Regions from separate parts of the Urocitellus parryii genome. Here region 1 is linked to region 2. A link is a contact called in public Hi-C data. All regions are on one chromosome and are shown on one strand. Each heading gives the region's core, a stretch centred on a gene start, on an enhancer-like site or on the middle of the called end of the contact. The rest is flanking DNA. Distances are from core to core; before and after follow the strand shown.

The links. A called contact is a pair of places that touch in the nucleus more often than the background predicts.
Region 1: a contact with region 2 is called in a Hi-C map of muscle, with 5 times the contacts expected there. The contact joins the promoter of Lsg1 here to the promoter of Xxylt1 in region 2. A contact is called at or near these places in 2 of 2 Hi-C or Micro-C datasets (liver and muscle).

The regions. Positions count from the first base shown.
Region 1 is chr2:176,143,633-176,150,413 of mUroPar1.hap1, reverse strand. Lsg1 (large 60S subunit nuclear export GTPase 1) reads right to left here and starts at 3,321. Exons shown (of 14, transcript XM_026400278.2): 1 at 3,209-3,321; 2 at 1,491-1,617. The coding sequence starts at 3,307.
Region 2 is chr2:175,528,725-175,535,052 of mUroPar1.hap1, reverse strand. It overlaps Xxylt1 (xyloside xylosyltransferase 1), which reads right to left and starts at 4,342. Exons shown (of 4, transcript XM_026380126.2): 1 at 3,824-4,342. The coding sequence starts at 4,333.

The DNA of each region.
Region 1 (6,781 bases), core at 2,072-4,571, 620 kb before region 2:
CCATCTTGCCTTGAGTCCTCTGCCTGCCTGTGTATAGATACCTGTGTTATCTCCTCTGTCCTTTTAGTATCTACTCAATATACAAGACTCAGCTCCAAGGTTAGAGTTTCCTTGATTGGACTGTCTTCCTTCAGATAGAAATGATTATTAACTCAATCTTTTATGACCCTATTGTCTTCTATAGACTTGTTTCATAGCACCCAAAACAAAATCTTTTAAATTATTTTTTGGTTCATAAAGTCTTTTTTTTAAATTGCTATATTATAATTTTACATAACAGTGGCATTCATTATGCCATAGTTATACATGCATATAACATAATCTGGTCAATCTCATTTCCCAGTACCAAAACAAAATCTTGCTAAAACAAAATTTATCTTTTAACACTATACTCTGAGTAGTCAATACCTAGTAGTCAGTACACCTGAGAGTCAATGTTCAAAAAAGCATTTGAGCCGGGTGCGGTGGCACACACCTGTAATCCCAGCAGCCAGGGAGGCTGATAGTAGGATTTTGAATTCAAAGCCAGCCTCAGCAATGGGGAAGCACAAAGCAACTGTAATCCCAGCAGCTAGGGAGGCTGATAGTAGGATTTTGCATTCAAAGCCAGCCTCAGCAATGGGGAAGCACTAAGCAACTCAGTGAGACCCTGTTCTAAATAAAATACTAAACAGGGCTGGGAATATGACTCAGTGGTTGAGTGCCCCTGAGTTCAATCCCTAGTACTCCTCCACGAAAAACAAAACAAACAAACAAAAAATCCATTTGAACAAATGAAGAATGATTTGCTAAACAACATAATAACATTTAAAAGACATTTATACTAACAAGAAGAGGACTAGAAATAATAGTTTATAATACTATTTTATAAGAGTGCCAGGTACTCTCCTAAGTTAAAAAAAAAAAAAAAGGAAAGTAGTGAATAAAATTATGTGCATGCAAAAATTGACCAAAATGCATTGGCTGGTGCTTTAAAAAACAGTCAAGACTGGCATGGTGACACACCTTTGTAATACCAGCAACTCAGGAACCTGAGGTAGGAGATGACAAGTTTAAGGTCAGCCTCTATAACTTAGCAAGGCCTGAAGAAAATCCTGTCTCAAAAGAAAAAATTTAAAAAATGGGCTGGGGATGTGGTTCAGTAGTTAAGCACCACTGGATTTAGTTCCCAGCACTAAAATAAGGAAAACAAAACCCAAAAACCAAACAAACAAATCAAAACCCACAGTCAAACTGCCTAACAATAGCAAGGATGGAATTTTATTTTTTAATAATGATGTCAGAAAACAATTTCTGGAGAATGCCATATTGTTGACTGGTCATTTTTACTATGAGAGGTTGAATTTTTTGAACTTGATATACCAAGTATAAGAAGTTTAAAGTTATGAGTTTAGCAGAGTCTCAAACACTTCCCAGTAAAACATATTTGTATCTAGTTAGCAAGGTGATATGTGACTAGTGTTACATACACTCAGGAATAAACAACTTACCAGCTATGAACTCTGTTCCTGCAAGTTCTGCAGTCGCAAGAAAGTCATCAAGAGAGCTCTGTTCAGTCACAGACTGAAGATTAAGACGACCCCAATCATAGCCATCATTGAGTTCACTTGTGTGCAACTATGAATAAAACACAGGGTAAGAAATAAAGCTGCTCTCTTCTGCTCTTGACATCCAAACAGGCTCTAAATGTCTTTGCATTTGTTCTGTGTTCAAGATCACAATGTTCTGTGATCTTGAGGGTACTTTAGCCCCTTTCAAAACTAACAACCAACACTTAAATAAGCACTTTTTAATCTCATGGTAAGTACTTCATCATTTATTTAATTTTCAGAGTTTTCTGAAGTGAATTTTATTTTATCTCATTTTCTGATTAGAAAAGTGAGATTTAAAGACAAAATAATTTGCATTTAGTTTCAAACTAAGTGGTATATATAGAATTTGAACCCAGACTGTCCAACTCTGCTAGTCACCATTTTTTGATAGACCACAATAAGAAATACATTTTACACAGTGACCCAAAGGTGTGTGACACACACGGAGGTAAGTGTATAAGTACTATTAATTACTGTAAAATGTAAATTAAAAAATCTAGAAACAAAAGTTATCACATACAATACTAATATTTCTTATTCTCGGGTACCAATGTTACTATTCAACTGATTTCCAGAGGGAACCCATAGTCTAATAAAAACATCAGCTACGTCCTTAGTACAGCTACAAATAAATAAAATAAAAGAGTTAAGGGTCCAAACTTAAGGGCCCTTAACTTTACTGATGCTCTGGGTCACAGGATCAGTAAATATTTGAATAAAGATTAGAATCTACATTCAATTTCTACTTTCTAAAGGCTGCACTAATACATTAATAATGAGTTCCTTCAAAATCAATTAAAATTACTAGTATTCTAATGTCCAGAGTAAGTCACACCTGATATGTACTGAATGCAGATTACTTTACAGCCTATATGGTTGTAAGTAGGATGGCATGATAGTGGCACCAGGATAGTCAAATTCAGCACGTGGGAAAAAAATAACTTTAGCAGAGAATCTTACTGATCACTCAGTGATGTTCTCAAATACCTTGGAGAATAAATGACTAGAATGAGAAACAGAAACCAAACCATATTCACTTTTTTAAGGGTCTTCCAGAGGCCTAGAGAAAAATTAGACCTGTCACATCTTGGAAATAAATGGCTCATTAAACCCCCAGGGAGGGGAGAGGGAGAGGGAGAGGGAGAGGGAGAGGGAGAGAGAGAGAGAGAGAGAGAGAGAGAGAGAGAGAGAGAGAGAGAGAGAGAAAAGCACAGATCTAGGTTATTTTGTAGTACTCATGGTAACCCAATAGTTTTGGAGGCTCAATTCTTTAAACCAATCAGTTTTAAAATAAGTTTTCTTTCCTGCTCAGAAACTTCCAAGCATTTCTTCTATGGCTTGTCTCTAGAGCGAAAATCAAACGCATTTAAGACAGTGTGGTATCCGGGACTTCGCACTCTCACTCCAGCCTCACGGTCATACCAGGTCAGCTTTCAGGCCTTTCCCTCTGGGCCCTATGGCTGGCTAGGGCCTGCTTCTAGGTCTGGCAAAAACGACAACTTGAAAACTGCTTAGGCATCACTGTGCAAAATTTCTGTGACTTCTGACCCCCAATTTTGTAGCACTCAGGCTCTCGAAACTACTCAGAGTAAGTAAGATGACAGTGTCTAACTTACCCACGAGTCAGGGTGACGATGGCTCCGGCTCTTCTGAGTCTGATGGCGGATAAGGGCCCGGCCCAGAGACCCATTGCCCAGCGCTCTCCTCCGGCCCATAGCAATCCAGTCGTGGTACGAACCTCCCAGCGCGTGCCGCTTCCGGAATTCAACTCTACTTCAGGAAGTTACGTTTGGGCGAGTCCAAATAGTTCAGGCCCAAAGATGAGAAGGAAAAGAGAAATGACTTGCTCCACGATGCTTTACAGTATTATATAAAAGAAATTTAAAGATTACTTCTGGGTTTTTCCTATGAATGTCCCTGTAAATATCTCAATTTGTATAGAGTGATTCAGTCAAGAGAATGGTACATCCCAGATTTGTTCTTTATTTTTTAGCGTCCGGCTAGAAACGAAGACAACTGGAAAATATGGCCGTTCACATTCAAGGTACGAACCCGCCTCCTAGCTGGTTTCTTCGGGAGTAGGCGGAGACTCCAAAGAAGGGTGTTTCTGCGGCGCGTGGTGGAAGCGACTCCCACGCTTAGTTTTCAACCAAGTGTGGAGTTCCGGAGGTTCAACCCAGAAACTAAATACATTTTTTGTTTACCTACGATTCCCTAGCTGCCTGAATGGGAGTTCGGAACGAGAAGTTGAATATTTCCAGAGTTTGGTAAGGTTTAAAGGAAATTCAGTTAGGGTCTGATGTCTGCTTTATTTCTAATAATAATAATAATAATAATAATAATAATAATAATAATAATAATAATGCTTAGAAGTTCCAGTTAAAATTTCATTAACTTTTTTTTCAATAGTTAAAGAGAAAACTGAGAGTTGGTTCCACTCTTCAAAGCCTGTGCTTTTGTTTCTCACTTTATTATTAATTTTATCTATAACGCAAATATGAAGTCAATTTAGAGTGACGTGTGTAAAAGACATTCTCATTGATCCAGAAAACCGCTTCACTATTGTGATGCTCAGAGAAGAGAGTAGTTTTCCCGGGCCATAGATGAAATATATGCAGCGTCAGGAATCAAACCCATCTCTTATCACTATTGTATAGATTCCTGGGAGGACTGGGGAATGAGGATTGTTAGCATGTATTCAAAAAAATAATAGGATCAAGTTAATGTATATGTTAACTAGCTGTATTTAACTTTCCACTACCTATAGCACATTAAAACATGATGTACATCATACATATACACATTTTGATCTGTCAGTTAAGACTTAAAAAAAAAATCACTGGATCAAGGAGCCATCTCCACTTGCACAGTGGTGCACGCTTATAATCTCAGCAGCTAGGGAGGCTGAGGCAGGAGGATCATGAGTTCAAAGTCAGCCTCTACAACAGGGAGACGCTAAGCAACCCAGTAAGACCCTGCCTCTGAATAAAATACAAAATTGGGCTGAGGATGTAGCTTAATGGTCCAGTGCCCCTGAGTTCAGTCCCTGGTACACATCTCCCCCCCCCCACAAAAAGAAACCATCTCATCTAGTACCTCTCAAAATTTAATGTATATATGAATCCCCTGGAAATTTCTTTTAAGTTTTTTAGCTGTAGTGGGACACAATATCTTTATTTTACGTATTTTATGTGGTGCTGAGTTTAGAACCCCGTGCCTCACATGTGCTAGATGAGCACTCTGCCACAGAGCCACAACTCCAACCCCCCTGGAAATTTCTTTAACAAAGATTTTGATGAATAAGATCTGGGTCTCTGTTTCTAAAAAATTCCCAGGTAATACAGATGCTATGGGTAATACTTTGAGTTGCAAGGGTAGTCCACTCCTTTCTAGTGCAGGCAAAGTCATTGAAGTGGATCTGGCTAGAGCTCAATCACAGCAAGTTAACAGAGTTGGAACACTACTGCTTACCCATTTCTGGAATCTCCCAAGCTCTCTGTGTGCTGCACCTCATTTGGGAACTTTGGGGAACTCCCAAGGAATTGCTGACAAGCCCTGTGGTGCTTGGTAAGCCTTTGGGAATGTAGTGCTTACAGACGGGTAAAGGAATGCACCAGAACATGATTTCTCCCATTTGCCAACTTAGAAGCTATATGTCTTTAAAATATCTGAGAAGGAAGATGAGGAGAAGACACATAAAATAGAATTAGAGACAGCTCCTGAAATTCTTGCCAAAGCTGAGTGGTTAAAGATACCACTAACTCAAGAAATAAGATTAGGGCTGGGGATGTGGCTCAAGTGGTAGCGCACTCGCCTAGCATGCGTACGGCCCGGGTTCAATCCTCAGCACCACATACAAACGAAGATGTTGTGTCCGCCGAGAACTAAGAAAAAAAATAAATAAATGTTAAAATTCTCTCTCTCTCTCTCTCTCCCTCTCTCTCTCTCACTCTCTCTTTAAAAAAAAAAAGAAATAAGATTAAATAGATTTTACATGTTACAACACAACAACAACAACGTATGGTTTAGAGAAACATGCCATCTCTTCCTATAGGTCAATCACTAACTTGAGGCTTTACCTTAATTTCCTTTTCTAGATCTTGTCATCCAGGATTTTGAGAAAATAAACACTTTGGGTTTCTATTGTCATTCATTTAAGGGCTCTGAAATATCTTGACCAAATAAATCTGTGATAATTTAAGTAGGACTGGTGAGGAGTCAAATGTAATATTAACTAGCAGAACTGATTCCCAGTTGACAAATAAGTGTGAAGCATAGCTTAATATTTTCCCTGAGGCATTACTCAAAGAACTGAGTCTCAGTTTTCTTATCTGGTTAATAGGGATAATAATGATAATCATAACTCCTGTCCAGCAGAGATAGCCAATGAGATAATGCTGCAAGATTGCAGTCCATTCATTAGTGGGTCGAGTGTACGATTTTTTCCCACCAACTGAGCAATGCAGGTAAGAACCCTGCTGGATAATTAATTGTTAAGTGAGAAGGGCAAAGAGGAAAGAAATGGAGGGTGCTGATGAGACAAAAATCACAGGACCCAGATCAAGGAATAAAGTACATGATTGAGGAGGAGAGTGATGATTGTGGTGAAGGGTTGAGTAAGACTCTGGCTGAAGCTGTAGTGAGGGGGTTGCAAAGATGAATGAGCCCAGGTCTCTGACTTCTAACTACAGAAGTGAGTCCACTCATAAACTTCAGGAACAACACAAATGCCAGTGCCAGCCAAATGCCCCTGGTCTTTTTGTCACACCAATGGAAATACTCATCTGTTGGACTTATGTCTGAAGGATTGGTTAGAGTCACCCAATCCCCCATATAATGAGGTCCTTCCATTGGAGCCGGAATTCTCTGAACAGCTGCCTCCTGGAGGAAGTTGCATTGATTTGGGGATTAGAAGTCTTGTATCTGGCTTCAAACAGTGACAGCGGGTGTTCCTCATTCATGGTGTTGCATAATGCTTGATTTACCTCATCTGAACAATATTCAAACCCCGAAACTCACGCCCAGAAATAAACCTTGGAGCACTCTTTGCCAATCCAACTCTACAGAACTACTGAGCTCTGGCCTCCACATTTGCCTGAGGAGGGAGAGAGAAGAGTGGATGGTTTCTGTTTTGGTTTGCCTTTCACTCCTAAGCTAAAAGTGTGTCAGTGGCAGAAAAATTGTTCCAA
Region 2 (6,328 bases), core at 3,093-5,592:
AGCCTGGATAAAAGAAAACAGACAGTCCAATGGTATGGAATGCTTGCTATATGCCAGGATCTGTGCTCCCCTGGCCTGGCTGCAGAGGTCAGAGGCCTGAGCCAGCTCTGAAGGGTCAACAGGAGATACCACGCATTCCCATGCCAGCCTGCACAGCTCCATCCAAACAGAGATTCTCAGATCCCACCAGAAAATTCTGACTTTCAGGCTAAGGCAGGGCCCAGGTCTCTACTTTTAATAGGTGCCTCCATGTGATTCTGATACAATTAAAAATGGACTATAGGGTAAAGCAGATCCTTTTCTGGTGCCTGGAACATAGCAGGTTCAGGTGTTTGCTAACAAATACTTCTAACCTGTTATAAGGATAACAAACAGATTTTTAAAACGCTTTCAATAACAGTCAAAACAAGTTTTGGGGGGTATGTGAATGATTTTTAGCTAATATTTAATTAACCAGAATGTAATTAATAATAATGTCATTAATAATGTTTTCTGATCTATCTCTGCAACTATATCAGCTAAAAATGTTTTTGTGTCATTTGAAAATGGCCTGAGAAGAGACCTCTGGGTATAGGTACAAATCTTATGCCAGCTCACCACAGCCCTTCTCTGCATCTTGCAGACATGGTAGAGACCCTGAGACTACCCTCAGGGAGAAGGAGACCCCCAGGTGTCTCCACATGATTGGGTGGCCAAGGAGCTACCTTCCTCTTCCCAAGGTATTCCAGCACACTTTAAGTCAATTCTCTCTCAGAGTAAATTGCTCTCTGGACCTCATTTTACAAAACACAAGTGTTAAAGTGCTTCTAAAGTATGGCACAAAGAGAAAAACATTGGCCTAGGCCACTGGTCCAGCCTCATCTGCGTCAGTAACTTACCAGGTGGCCTTGGCAAGTTTCTTCACCTTTTGTGCTAGATGCTCTTAAAGATCCCGTCCAGCTCTGACACAGCTTGGTAAGGATTTATACTTTCCTTCTTCCTAATCAATACTGAAAAAAATAATTCTCTTCATATAAAAGTCACTTATATATGTGAAACATAGTGTTAAGTGCTGGGGAACATAGCATTTAAGAGACGTCAAAGTCAATATCCATAAAGAGGTATATAGTCTAGCAAGGTACACAGATAATTAATTTAATAATTATACAAATATCACTGCAATAAACATTAGCAAAGTGTCAGGAGCCGTCCATGGGTTGTATGTGGGTCACTGCATAGTAGCCTAATGAGGGGATAGGTCTGGCATTGGGAACCTCCCGTGGCACCCCCACAGAGATTGATCATCTAATGCAGGTGAAGTTTCCCAGAAGTTCTGTCAAAGATCCCTGAGATAGATCTGACCTGCCAAGATGTCAATCAACCTGCTGACTGCAAGACATCAAGAAGCAAGACCCCGCCCTTGAAACCTTATCCCTGACTTTGATGTATCCTCTTAAATAAACCACGGGAGCCATATTTTCTTTGTCTAGTTCCAGAACCCATATAGATTAGATCTATCAGGGGCTTTGCCTTTTGTAAATATATTTCTGAGTATTTGTGTTTTGTGATTCACTAATTTGAGACTTTTAAGTTTTAGAGTGCTTGGATTCTCCTGGGCAGAAAGAAGAACCCCACAATCAGATGCTGGCAGTCGACCCCTGATACCAAAGAAAAGTGTTAGAACTATAAGAGTGTGTAATGGGGGCTCGGGAAATGTTTACCAAGGAAAGAACACTAGAGTTGTGATCTGAGAGCCCAATACCAGTGAATGATGGGGAGGGGAATATTCCAGGCAAAATGAAAGGCATATGTGGAGTGAGTGATTCATGAGGTAGAAAGAAGCATTCCAAAGTTATTTCTAGTCCCAATATTTCTGCCAGACATCATACACAGAGACAGATGATTAGAGGAAAAGAAGAAGACACACAATTCAGCTGAGGTACCTTGGATAACTCCAAGAAGGGTGTGTATCTGAAGATGGTCAAGATTTGGATTGGAGGGGCTGGGGTTGTGACTCAGTGGTAGAGCGCTTGCCTAGCATGTGTGAAGCACTGAGTTTGAGTCTCAGCACCACATACAAATAAGTAAAATAAAGATCCATCGACAACTAAAAAAAAAAAGATTTGGAATGGAGAAAGCACCCCAAAAATGGGAAGACACATGCAGAGGTACAAGGGCTAAAAAGTGCTGTGCGTGCAACAAGAGCCATGGCTGAACTTGGAATGAGGTAGGTAAAGAACTGACTCAGCAGGTGGAAATGACAATGATGGCCTTCAGGGTGGTGTTTATAGACTTGGTCAGATCCCAGATCTGCCCATTCTGGCCCTAGTACAGAATTTTCCTCTGCTCTAGTACAAGGCTTCTCAAATGTTAGTGTCCTAAGAATCATCATGGGACAGGTTGACCTACCACAAGAATACAATTAGGTAATTTGGGATAGGCTCCAAGCCAAAACCCCGCATTAGACAGTAAGAACCAAAGATACCTCCAGTCACAAGCTCCAGGACCTGGGTTCTTGACCTTCTCCAGCATGAAATCCTAGCCCAGGTGCCCTCCCCTGGCCATGGTGAGTATCCTGATGGGCTAATTTGTCCTGTGCAGGAAACAGAACCTCAATGCAGAAATGAAGAGATATGGAGATTTGGGCTTGGCATGTCCATAGGGTCCATAGACATTCCTAGGGAAAGTGAAGGCTGAGTAAAGAGTGGCCAAGAGCCCAAGAAAGAAGGGATATTCTGAGCAAAGGACCCAGCTTGTGTAAAGGCACATTCAATACTGTTAAGATATAAAGTGCATGTAGAAGGAAAGCCAGAGAGGCTGGTCAAGTTCAAAGACAGCTGGAACTTGAAACTTTAGGCAACAAAAAGCCACTGCACACCCCTGAATCCTACAGGAACCTGGTAGCAGCTCCCCCTTTAGTCACCAAGCTGGACAGGAAAAGTAGTGGGACACTACTCTTGCCTCATTCCCCTTCCCCCACCAACATCAGTCTCCACTCTAAGATCACCTACTTCTATCCAAATATCAGACTTTGGAGCCCCTCTGTACAACTATTGGGTCAAAATAAGACAAACAAGTTGATGAAGGCAACAGAGACTAAAGGCAACAACAATCCCAGAAGGGCAGACCCAGGTGGTGAAGTAAGTGGATGAAGAGGTGGGAGCTGCCACAGAGCAGGTTGGCTCAGCCTGGGGCATATCCGTACCAGATGTGCTCCCCAGATCATATCCGTACCTCTTGGAGCTTTCTCTTCCTCAAAAAGAGGAACCCACAATTTCTCTAAATGGGTTCATGACCCTTGGGAGCAGAGAAGAAAGGGGCACAGGGAGGACAAGAGAAGATTCACACTGGCTTTCACTGGATATGACTGAAATACCTTAAGCACTACAGAGAAGCGCCAGTTCAAATTGGGACGCTTCCAGAGGCCTCACCAAGAACCTGTTGAGTCGACTGCTCAGATGACTACTGCTGCCTTCAAAAGACCAGTTCCACCCTCAGATGGAACATATAAAAGAGGTGCAGGCTCTGAAAGCACTGTTGAACTGGCAATGCGTGCAAATCGGGGTTTGCTGGTTCTCCAGGGGATAGCAATGAAAGCAGGGAGAGGGAAGCCAGACCATCAGTTAAAACTGCCGCTCCACTCTGCACCAGTTGAACTCATTGGGCTCTAGGACACACCCCCAGACAAGCCCTCCAGCAGGATGTGACAGAGAAAGTTAGAGTATGGGCGTCGCAAGTGGGCAGTGCCAGGAAGCCCCCAGCTCCGCCCGGTGCCCTGGAGAGCCACCTGGAGTGCTCACTAACCGCAAATGGGCGTGGGCTACCCACCAGGAACCCCACTTACCTTGCATTTGAAGCCGGCGGCGGGTGGCAGCAGCTCCCGCAGCAGGGCTTTGGCCACCTCGCGGCTGGCCTCCTCGCTCACGAAGTGCAGGTTAAGCACTTCGTGCGCCTCGAACTTGGCAAGACGCAGCAGCGAGCGCAGCGCCACGCGGGCCTTGGCCTGAAGCGCGGCATTGTGCTCCGCCTTGGTGAACATCATCAGCAGGTGGTAGTCCACCGGCCCGACCCCGCCGCCCTCCAGGCTCTTGGCCTTTGGGCCCGGGCCCGGGCCCGGCGCCACGGAGCCCCGCGCCACCTCCGGCGCGGGCGACGAGGGCGCGGAGGGGACACCAGCGCGGGACTCCTTCAGCCTCTTGGTGGCGCTGGAGAAGGTCTCGCGGCCCGAGCCTAGGTAATAGAAAGCAAAGACCGCAAGCGCGGCAGCCAGCAGCAACGCGCAGTAGTGAGACCGGACAGCGCCCAGGCGCGCCATGGCCCGAGCGCACGGGGGCCAGCCTCGGAGGAGGCCCATGAGCCTAGAGCCAGGGATTCTACAGCCTCCTAACCCCGGCGTCAGGAGGCGGCCATGGCGGGGGCGGGGCCGCGCTACCCAGAGCCAGTGACGGGCGTTGAAGCGCGGGAGGCGGGGTCAGGGCGTGCCCAACCGCCGCCGGGTCCTAGGTTCCGAGGGATCAAAGCGCGAGGACTGACTAGGTCCACCACGCGAAGTGGGAGGAGTGGACTGAGGACCCAGGCGTGGAGGAGGCCGGCTAGCTGCACAGTCTGTGAGAACCAGCTCCTCGAACTGGTGACTTGGCAAGACAGCAGCGAGTGCAGCGCGACACGGGCCTTGTCCCGAAGAGCGGCATTGTGCTTCGCTAGATAGCGAAGGTGAGCCTTGAGGGTATTGCGCCCAACACAAGACCATCGGTTTGATAAAGATACACTGGACGCAAGAAGAGGGAAATATTTTCTCTCTACACATTTTCCCCCTAATATTTTGGAGGTTTTATATCCACTCCCACATCCCTTCACATCTTGGATACTAGCTGTGACTAGGAAATTTTAAAAGCTCCTTTCACTTTCATACCGAAGGAGTAAAGACACCCGAGGTGGAAATCTCACCCCACTTGGCATCTCTGGGACACACCAGAGGTCATCTACGTGAGTGGCCAGCAGGGGGACCTTGCTGCCTAACACATTGTGGTCGTTCAGAGACCCTGAGATTGTGGTATCAACTCGCTTTGTATTATTAAATAGACTTTTACACTTTATAAAGAGCCTAATATGTCCCAGGCAGCTTTGCAAATTCTTAACTGAGGCATACTAATGAAACTGCTCAAGGCACACAGTTGGACACTGCCAACCAGATAGAAACTCATTACTTTAATATTCTAAGAAATGATGAAATACCAAGAGTTCTGAAGTAAACACGTACAGGTATTTGGAAGAGGTGAAGACAAAGTGCATGGGCAGATGCATACATAAATTGATCTCTGCCACTTCATTACCACGTGCCATTACTTCTGCAAGTGTGAGTGGAATCCACCTTTCTCAAAACTACAGTTTTAACTCTTGTCCTTTCCAATTGGTGCAAGACTTCTGGAAAACATCAGACCTCTGAAACAGGTCTGGCAACAAATTCAATACATAATACACAGCAGAATTACCACAGCTAAGTAGTCATTTGATCCTCCCAACTCCCTGAGATAGAGGGATTTACTAGCAAGGAAACTGAGATTTAGAGAAGTACCCAATCTAGTTGAAAAGTAATGCAGGCAAGATCTCATCACAAGTCCTGCTGTTTCCAAAGCCCAAGCTTAACTTAAGCCAATTTCCTTGAAAAACAGTAATTCAAGCTCTGGGGTGTGTATATTTTACCAGCAGTGAAGAGAACAAGCTCTGGAGTGGACAATGCAGTCTGGAACTCCACTACACCAAGCTGTCAGACTTTCGGTAAGTTAGTGAGTCACTCTGAACCACATTTAAACCCAAATATACAGTGGGGCTAATATCTACACCTTATAGAGTTATGAAAGACAAAGAAAAAGCAGAACAGTCCCCAACACTTAGTATAGAATAAATCATACTAGAGACATAAAACTCATTTTTTAAGAAGTCTCTATCCATCATCTACAATAGCTTGGCTACAATAGCTTTTCTGGGATATTTATAAATACTAACCCCCAAATCTCTTAATAATTGAGTCTCTAAATTATGGAAGAACTTATTCTGGAATTGTGCCTTTTAGTCCACCACCTACACTATCAATAAGTTTTGGGTATAGGTAGGGAACCAAAGGCACAATTCCATAATTTTATCTATCACTTATGCTAGAATTTATACAACAAGCTTTATTTTTCAGATATTTATAACATCACCAATCCTGGAATTTATACAAAATAAATAACAAGACCACTTAAATTTTACCTGGGAAGTCAAGAGAATACTCAAAAGAGCCTATTTTTATTTTCCATGGTGTAGCTCATGAAAGCTTCTTTCCCTTTCAGTTCTTTGCCCATAAAGA